Linked DNA regions of Sus scrofa: region 1 is linked to region 2. A link is a contact called in public Hi-C data. All regions are on one chromosome and are shown on one strand. The core of a region is the stretch at or near the end of the contact, and the rest is flanking DNA. Distances in the headings are between cores, read along the strand shown. Region 1 overlaps COL21A1 (collagen alpha-1(XXI) chain). Region 2 overlaps COL21A1 (collagen alpha-1(XXI) chain).

Region 1 (4,994 bases), core at 1,802-4,301, 160 kb before region 2:
TCTCCCTGGGTTAACACAAAAGACACATGAGGATCACAGAGCTACTGCTGGGAAAAACACCACTGTTTTTATCTCTACATACATCTCAAATTTAAAACAGAGAGCTGCAAAATTTGTTGACATTTAGAGTTCTTATTCCAGAAATGGCAAAGAATGAAAAGTCCACCGGAGCCTCAATACAACGTCCTATATTTTTTTCTTATTTTTGCTGGTTAAAGAATTCTGAGAATATATCATATTTTAAAATGTTATAAATATTTGGTATTTTTATTATATTTATAACTTCAACAATAAAGTAAATAATAAAGCAGTGAAAATAATAAACACAGGGATCTTTGTATTTACTAATACTTTCTCTTTCTTCTTGAAATTGCTTTTTCTCCTAACTCTTTTTTAAAAAAACTTATTTTATTGTAAAAATTAAAAAAAAAAAATGGGAGTTCCCGTCGTGGCGCAGCGGTTAACGAATCCGACTAGGAACCATGAGGTTGCGGGTTCGGTCCCTGCCCTTGCTCAGTGGGTTAACGATCCGGCGTTGCCGTGAGCTGTGGTGTAGGTTGCAGACGCGGCTCGGATCCCAAGTTGCTGTGGTTCTGGCGTAGGCCGGTGGCTACGGCTCCGATGAGACCCCCTAGCCTGGGAACCTCCATATGCCGCGGGAGTGGCCCAAGAAATAGCAAAAAGACAAAAAATAAAAATTAAAAATAAATAAATAAATAAAAAACCTTATTTTATTGTTATAGAACTGGTAAGGAAACAGAAGTAATAAAATTATTGAAAATCTCAATACCCACTCTTTTAATTTAGTTATACATTTTCTCTACCTTTCATATACACAACTTAGTTACTAAAATGTACTATGTATGCATAATTTTATCTTTTACTTCAAAATATACTAATATTGTGAGTTGTTTATATGCCATTACACACACACACACACACACACACATATTTATTTTGGCTTTTTAAGGCCACACCCATGGCCATATGGAGGTTCCCAGGCTAGGGGTCTAATCAGAGCTACAGCTGCTGGCCTGCACCACAGCCACAGCAACGCCTTAATTCACTGAGCAAGGCCAGGGATGGAACCGGCAACCTCATGGTTCCTAGAGGGATTCGTAAACCACTGAGCCACGATGGGAACTTCCCATTATATATTTTTAAAATTTAAAATTATAGAATAGTATTCAACAGTATTGATTTACCACATGTAATAAAATACCCATCATTAAACATTCATTTTCATAATTTTTACTTTTAGGAACAAGACTGGGGTGAGCATTCTTATAATTAAACATGCATATTTATGATTGTCCTTTTTATATATGGAATATTCTTTTTTTTTTTTTTTTTTTTTGTCTTTTGTCTTTGTAGGGCTGCACCCTCGGCATATGGAGGTTCCCAGGTTAGGGGTCTAATCGGAGCTGTAGCCACAGCCACAGCAACGCCAGATCCGAACTGTGCCTGTGACCTACACCACAGCCCATGGCAGCGCCAGATCTTTAACCCACTGAGTGAGGCCAGGGATCGAACCTGTAGCTTCGCAGTTCCTAGTTGGATTCATTTCTGCTTCGCCACATATACTTTCCTCAGACATAAATTCTTGAGCTGAGCTGATTTCAGGGACAAGGAATATGCCCTGAGTTATCGTAACTCAACTTGTCCACTCCCTATCATCTCATGGGCATTATTCCTTCCTTTAAAAGCCTTAAATAAGAAAGGCATAATGTGAACGCACATAATGATGATGTTTAACAATATTTATGTTAAACCTGTGAAAGAAGGCATGTTCCCACGTACGTGCTTCCTGCTTCATGGTGTCTGTTTCGGTTTTGCTTTCTTGGTTTCACCACTAGTCTCAAACTCTGTCATGGTAATTAAAAACCACTCTTGGAGTTCCTGTCGTGGCGCAGGGGAAAGGAATCTGACTAGGAACCATGAGGTTGCGGGTTCGATGCCTGGCCTTGCTCAGTGGGTTGAGGATCCGGCGTTGCTGTGACCTGTGGTGTGGGTGGCAGACCCGGCTCAGATCCCTTATGGCCGTGACTCAGCCATAGGCTGGCAGCTGTAGCTCCAACTGGGCCCCTAGCCTGGGAACCTCCATATGATTCAGGTGTGGCCGTAAAAAGACAAAAACATAAAATAAAATAAAATAAAATAAAAACCACTCTCTTCTGTGGAAACTAAGTTTTGTTCTCTTTGCTCACTCTGCCTACTCCTGAACTGCTGAATTTTATAGTAGATTTTTAAAGGCTAGACGGGAACTGAAAATCGGATGGAAAGAAACGTCTATCATTTGGTCTAGAAGAAAGGGGTGAAGGCCTCTGAGTTCCAAACTGAAAATAAAGTTCCATCCATCACATCAAGGGAAAAGCCCCTCTGTTCAGCTACACAGGATGGAGACGGTCTCGGGACCAGAGAGGATGCTCGGGAGCACCCAACTTTTACCAACACTAGAAAAACCAAATCAAAGCATCCTTCATGCCTTTATTACTCAAACTATGATAAAACATCCTTAAAACAGAGATAGAATTGGCCCACATTCACTATTTGCCTTCAGGTAGCTTAATTTTATGACAAGAGGTAATCTTTCAGGTCATGGATCTTTTCTCCAGGGACATAAATATTAATCTCATCATATAAGGGAGGCACTCATCATTCTTTGAAAACATTTCCAAATACATCATATCACACCTACCTTGAGCCCAGAAGCCCCCGGCAGTCCCTGGAGTCCAGGTTCACCTTTATTTCCCTGTCAAGGCATCACAACCATTTGAATTTTTAAAGGTTTAGTCACCAGATATCTGACATAGACCCTTCAAGGAATATAATTTAAATCGTTTCTACATTTTCAACTTTCCAAGAGCTTGAAACTTAGAATCTCTATGTGAGGCCTGCTTATTAAGAAAAATTCTTTTAAGCAAGGAAGTGCATGTGCATATTTATAAAGCTTTCTACAAGCCTGTTTTAGGCTGGCGGCTCCACTTAAGGAAAGAGATTCAAATCCTTAGGGACCAGCACTAACCACCAAGGTCTCGGTACTGCACGGGCTGGAGTCGTGTATTCAAACGGCATCCTCTAGGCTGGGAATCTCCATCTTTCCCTGATTCACTTTCTCTGTATGCAGTGAAGGAAAGAAAATTAGCCTCCAAAGCACAGTGGGATTTTGGAAGAAGCGTGCTTCAGAAAACGTTTAGTCTGTGCGATTTTTTTCCCTAGCAGTCTAGCTTCTAACGCAGTCCTTGCTCACAGAATCTTGGAGGCCAAGACCGGCTGACGGGGCAGAGAATGTAAGACAGGAAAAGGGGATCGGTTATTAAAAAAGAGGACACACCTCCTGGCTAATCAGGATAAACTGTCAGAGGTCGCTGGCTTTCAGATACACTTTGACAGCTGAAATCACAACCTTGTCAAGGTCTGGCAAAAGCCCGCAATGGAAGAGATTGGTGTGATGCCAGGAACGGGAGGTCAGTGGCCACCCAGAGCCAAGCTGGGCTCACTGGTCAGTAAAGGAAGCCAAATTCGTTTTCAACTCACATTGGGGGACATGTGACCATAATAGTTGGACTGACTTAAAGCATTCAGCACATAACAACATTATTGTACAATAGAACAGTGGCTGCTTAAATTTTCTAATTTTCCAAGTGATCAAGCTGAAACTCTCAGGGGCGACAGGACTTGCCAAAGGTTACAGGACTTGACTGTGTCAATATACCTTGACGTCACTTAGATAATATTTTACAAAACTGGAATTTAGTACGGTAGACTAACGGTTATCCAAAAAGGAGGTATCAGGAATTCCTGCCAACGTGCAGTGGGTTAAGAATCCTATTGCAGTGGCTCCGGTCTTTGCTGAGGCATGGGTTCAATCCCCAGCCCAGTGCAGTGCAGGATCCTTTTTCTTACCTTAGGTCCTGGTGTTCCGGGCTGACCTGGGGGCCCATCGCTTCCCATCAAGCCCTATATGTTAGTTGGGGATTGCAAGAGTAATTTAGAGAAGAATATTAAATCCATTTCAGGTTGTAAATTCCCATAATAATGAATCCACTAAAATATAATGCAACATATGTTTGCATATAATGCAAACTTCCTATACACATCCAAATAAAGGAAAATAAAGAATCAACTATGGAAGATAGCGTGAAGGCCAGCAAAGCCCTTACAACTTGGTTGCTCAATTCACCTACCAAAAAAATTATTGGAGAGCTAGTAAAAGACAAATGTAAAGAAAAGTTTATTTTTTTCTGCACTCTCACTTTCTTCCTTTCGTCACAATGGCTAAGAATTAGATTTCTTCGTAGATGTTATCTTGCAATTTTACTTACATTTTCTATTTTCTTGAGTAATATTTTGAAAAGGTTAAAATCTAATAAATTCTCTGAAAATAATAATCTCTCTTCAAGTTACAGGTGGCTATATTTTAAACTAACCATATGATTCAAATTAAGTCAATGATAACTATTTCAACAAGGAAATGATTTAATTTAGATCCCATTTAAATTAATTAATTAGTTATTATGGCTGTCCCCAAGGCATATGGAAGTTCCCAGGCCAGGGATTGAATCTGAGCTGCAGCTGTGACCTACACCTCAGCTGTGGCAATGCTGGATCCTTTAACCCACTGCGTGGGGCTGGGGATCCAATCTGCACCTCTGCAGCGTCCCCAGCTGATGCAGTCAGATTGTTAACCCACTGTGCCACAGCCGGAACCCTTAAATTCCATTTTTAAATACTATTACATTAGGAGTTCCCTTCATGGTGCAGCAGAAATGAATCTGACTAGAATCCATGAGGATTTGGGTTCGATCCCTGGCTTCACTGCCTCTGTCAGTGGGTCAGGGATCTGGTGTTGCTGTGAGCTGTGGTGTAGGTCACAGATGCGGCTTGGATCCTGAGTTACTGTGGCTGTGGTGTAGGCTGGCAGCTGCAGCTCTGATTTGACCCCTAGCCTGGGAACTTCCATATGCTGCAAGTGTGGCCCTAAAAAGCCAAAA
Region 2 (4,818 bases), core at 20-2,519:
TCTGCTTAACGCTGCCCCCTTTAGAGTTTTCCTACTGTTCTCCATTGACCGTACACCCGAAGCAATGATCATACACTTCTTCCACCTTCAAAAGCTCATCATTCACATTCTCCAAGGTTCAATAAAGCTGCACTTACAGCCCCATCACCAATGGAAACACTCACCTGAATATTCACGACCTTATTTCCCAACTTCACGTGGCTTCCCTCACCCACACCCCATAGCCCTCTGCTTTAGAACATATACCCCAGGAGAGTCTTCTTTCTTTTTTGGCTGCCTTGCAGCATATGGAGTTCCCAGGCCAGGGCTCATATCCCAGCCTCGCAGCAACACCAGATCCTTTAACCCACTGTGCTGGCCAAAGATCGAACCTCCTAGCGCTGCAGAGATGCCGCTGATCCCACTGCACCACAGCAGGCACTCCAAGAGCTATTCTTCTTTGAGATCTTCTCCATTTACTGCACCCTTGGCAGTTTTTCTTCGGTGCCTCTTGAAAGCTATCCCTTGTCTTGACAGGTCTTCTTCTGGACTTTTTCTTTCCGGCCTGTGATTGATAGATCTGTGAACAGCCAGTTGGCTACCACCCCACACCCAGAGATGACAACACCCTCACTGCTCTGGTGGCCATTTCTTTCTTTCCTTTCTTTTTCTTTTCTTTCTTTTTTTTTTTTTTTTTTTTTTTTTTGTCTTTTTTGCCTTTTCTTGGGCTGCTCCCGCAGCATGTAGAGGTTCCTACCTAGGCTAGGGGTCGAATCGGAGCTGTAGCTGCCGGCCTATACCATAGCCACAGCAACGTGGGATCTGAGCCGCGTCTGTGACCTACACTACAGCTCACGGCAATGCCGGATCCTTAACTCACTGAGCAAGGGCAGGGATCGAACCCGCAACCTTGTGGTTCCTAGTTGGATTCATTAACCACTGCGCCACGACGGGAACTCCCTCTGGTGGCCATTTCTATGGCAGGGCTCCGGGTGCCGTGTATCAAAACATCTCATTTCTTACTCTGCCCCCAGGAAACCCTCCCTTCCCATCAGGCAGGTCACACCAAGCCCCTTACCTAAGCCAGTTCTAAGCCTCTATACTGCACATCATAATTTGCGAGGTGTAGACCAGCACTCGGGGGGTGAGTAATACACACCAGAAACAGAAAGGAGACGAGCAATAGCTCTGAAGGTCAAGAGCACCTATGCCTCTCATAAACACAGGTTTAAACCAGTGGTGAGCCTGCCCATGTCAGCTGACACAGAGCGAAGCTGCTGTGCGATCTCTTCTCACCACCCTGGGCCTGCACTGCACAAAGGCTGCCCTGGCTTTTCGGTTTGTTAAATATTCTAAAACTCACTCCTGTTTGCGAGCACTTAAAAAAAAAAAAAAAAAAAAGCATGAGTCAGAAACACTACATGATGCTTGTTAAATGCCAAGAAAGAAATCACATCAAACTGACCTGCAATCTTTTGAAAGGAGTACTAGGCTGACCTCAGAAGACTGGGCTTATGGTCTTTCAAAACTGAAAGCAGATAAATGTCACCTGGTAAACAGATTTACATTTATGAAGCTAAAACTCATTATAATGGCCCCCCAATGGAGAGTATCAGTGGGTGCCAACCCGCCAGGAGGTTTCTGGTGAGGTAGTTTAGACTCCTGCCATGTTCCTATGGAGTTCATTGGTCAGTCACCATTTGAAGAAAATGATGACCTGCAAATCACAAACGTAGACAAAGTAAAGTGAGGAGAGATTTCTGACTGATTGAATGAAAGCCTGTAGATTTCCAAAGATCTCAGCTGGGTAAATAATGAGCCAACTGCAGTAAGACAAAATTCAAAAGGAACGCACAAAAATCCTAGGATCTGGACTCTGGACTGTGGAATGTTTCAAAAGAATCAGCTGGCTCGATAGCAGGAGGGCTGAGCAGACAGAAGGCCTTAGCTAATGGCAGGCTGAAGTCACCAATCTGTGCTGGCTGCCAAAAATGAGTCTGTGCTTGGGCGACAGGGAGAAAAGAACAAGGTTACACCCTTTCTTCAGCAACCAATGGTCAAAATGAATCAAAATTCAGTGCATCCACAGAAGGCTGACCAGACTGGAGATTAACTACAAACCATGGCCCCCCCAAAGGGGCAGTTTTAGAATGTCACATTTCGGAGTTCCCATCGTGGCTCAGTGGTTAATGAATCCGACTAGGAACTATGAGGTTGCGGGTTTGATCCCTGGCCTCGCTCAGTGGGCTAAGGATCCAGCATTGCTGTGAGCTGTGGTGTCGGCCGCAGACACGGCTTGGATTTGGTGTTGCTGTGGCTCTGGCATAGGCCGGTGGCTACAGCTCTGATTAGAGCTCAGTCTTATTTTGCTTCTAAAAATTATATTTGAAATAGTCCATCTCCGAGTTCTGGTAGTGGCTCAGTGGTTAACAAACCCGACTAGTAACCATGAGGTTGCGGGTTCGATCCCTGGCCTCACTCGGTGGGTTAAGGATCCCGAGTTGCTGTGGCTGTGGTGTAGGCCGGCAGCTGTAGCTCTGCTTCGACCCCTAGCCTGGGAACCTCCATGTGCACAGGTGCGGCCCTAAAAAGACAAAAAGAAAAGAAAAGAAATAGTCCATTTCCCAACTGTGTCATAAGCAACCTGGGGCCATGGCCAACCTCAGTCTACTGGGCACCAAGAGAGCCACTGAAATTTATTTTGCTGACTTGTTGCTTTTCTTCTCCCATATAGCACATACCAATGTTTTTATAATTATCCACAGCTCCTTGTTGTCAAAGTGATGAAAGTCACAGTAAGGGCTTCCTTGGGAGTTCTTCTGTCCCTTCTCCCCTCTTGATATTCAAAACTCAAAATTCTGTATCTTCCATTTGAAATGTCTCAACTCCCTAATGAGGGCAATGGAAACCCACTCTGGCAGCTTCTGCAGATCATAAAATCCACCTTCTTCCTTCCCCATTTGCTTTAGAACACATCACATGATGGCTCTGAGAACTCAGAAATCCTAGGAGAAAGGTTTTGAAGGAAAAAAGTCCCAATCTGAGATTCTCTAGAGTCCAGAGCAACGGCAGTGCAGTCTTGCACCCTGGAGAAGGGGGGCTGATGGAGCCCTGACTGCAGTTTGGGAAGACTGTCACCGGATTCCCTGAGGACACTGTCTCGGGTACAACAGACTGGCCTAAAACAATGAAAGCAGACTGGCCTAAAACAATGAAAGCAAGGCAAACGGAAGAAGTTTCTTCCGTAGCTGCCTTTGTGATAAGTGCTCATCTTGGGGGAAAAAAACACTGGGAGAGGGGATGAAGGGGAAGGCGGAACACACACACACACACATTTACTTATTTATTTAAACATTTACCATCAGGAGGACCATTTATTAAGGGCACAGTTCAGCGTATTAAGCACATTCACACTGGTGTACGGCCTTCACTAAATCCATCTACAGAACCTCTTCCATCTTCCCAGACTGGTCCTCTGTTCCCACCAATCAGTCACATTAAACAGTAACTCCCCACGCCTCCTCCCCCTGTTGCTGGAAACCAAGGGTCTGCTTTCTGTCTCTATGCATTTCGCCAAGGGGGAGGGGGGAGGGAGAGGGATGGATGCGGAGTTGGGGTTGGCAGATGCAAACTATTCCATTTCGAATGGATAAGCAATGAGGTCCTACGGTACAGCACAGGGAACCATAACCAGTCTCTTGGGATAGACCAGGATGGAAGAGGATATAAAAGAATGTATATATACATATAACTGCGTCACTCTGCGGAACAGCAGAAATTGGCACAACACTGTAAATCAACTCTACCCTCATAAAAATAAAATTTAAAAATGATGCAGAATGAGAGTTCCCGTCGTGGCGCAGCAGAAACAAATCCAACTAGAAACGGTGAGGTTGCAGGTTCCATCCCTGGCCTCGCTCAGTGGGTTAAGGATCCAGCGTTGCCGTGAGCTGTGGTGTAGGTTGCAGACACGGCTTGGATCTGGCGTGGCGGTGGGTGGCCATGGCATAGGCCGGCAGCTACAGCTCCGATTAAACCCCTAGCCTGGGAACCTATATGCCGTGGGTGTGGCCCTAAAAAGATAAAAGACAAACATAAATAAATAAATAAATAAAAATAAAAATGATGCAGAATGAAATATGCCAATCACAAAACAGCAAATACTGTGTGGTTCCACTTATACGAGGTACCTAGTGTCATCGAATTCATAGATGACGCACAGTTATTTTTAAATTTAAGTCAGTCGTATTCGAATCCAGTTTAAAACTATGAAACTGTAAGGCTTCCCTAGTCTTACTGAGACTGCTTTAGGCCCGAAGATTGAAAACATGGCAGGTTACTAGAAGGGGGATGTGGAATTCAACTTGGCAGCCTTATCCAAGATGATGTAGAAATATTTTAAAGGCACAAGCTCACTGTAACTACTCCAGCTTAGCATTTAACGATGTACTAGGTCAGGCCAAAAGCTGTCCAGAATGAAATGACACTCTCCAGCTAAAAATTAAAAGAATTTAGAGGCACAGTTAAGGGAACACAGACACAGAAATGGCTCTAACTATCCTATATTGGTAACGGGCCAGACATTCATTTAATTAACTAACTGAGAATGAATCCGAGCTCAAACATATTTACATTTTTCCCAGGGCTCTGACATGTGTAGTCTAAAAATAATCGATTCTGATTTTCCCAGTGTCTCCATCACTTCCATCTGTCAAATCTCAGTTGATTCAATTCAGTTTATCACGGTTTTTTGTTCTGTTTAGTTTTTGGATTAGCAGGCTGCGTGCCCAGTCTAAATACCCTGTAGAAACTTACTGATGTATATTATGTGTATAGACT

What was found. Hi-C and Micro-C count contacts between places; a contact is called where the count stands out from the background.
Region 1: a contact with region 2 is called in a Hi-C map of liver, with 5 times the contacts expected there. The contact joins two enhancer-like sites. A contact is called at or near these places in 2 of 47 Hi-C or Micro-C datasets (embryonic fibroblasts and liver).

The regions. Positions count from the first base shown.
Region 1 is chr7:29,586,613-29,591,606 of Sscrofa11.1, reverse strand. COL21A1 (collagen alpha-1(XXI) chain) reads right to left here. Exons shown (of 30, transcript XM_013977769.1): 20 at 3,907-3,960; 21 at 2,699-2,752; 22 at 1-5. Among named protein-coding and RNA genes, the nearest start is that of RPS18, 50 kb to the left of the region's middle. Within about 2 kb of position 3,051, at least 5 of the 83 cell types and tissues checked have an H3K27ac peak or open chromatin away from gene starts, as enhancers often do. A contact at or near this core is called in liver, where this site is marked.
Region 2 is chr7:29,427,227-29,432,044 of Sscrofa11.1, reverse strand. The region is part of intron 1 of COL21A1 (collagen alpha-1(XXI) chain); the gene reads right to left. Among named protein-coding and RNA genes, the nearest start is that of COL21A1, 15 kb to the right of the region's middle. Within about 2 kb of position 1,269, at least 8 of the 83 cell types and tissues checked have an H3K27ac peak or open chromatin away from gene starts, as enhancers often do. A contact at or near this core is called in liver, where this site is marked.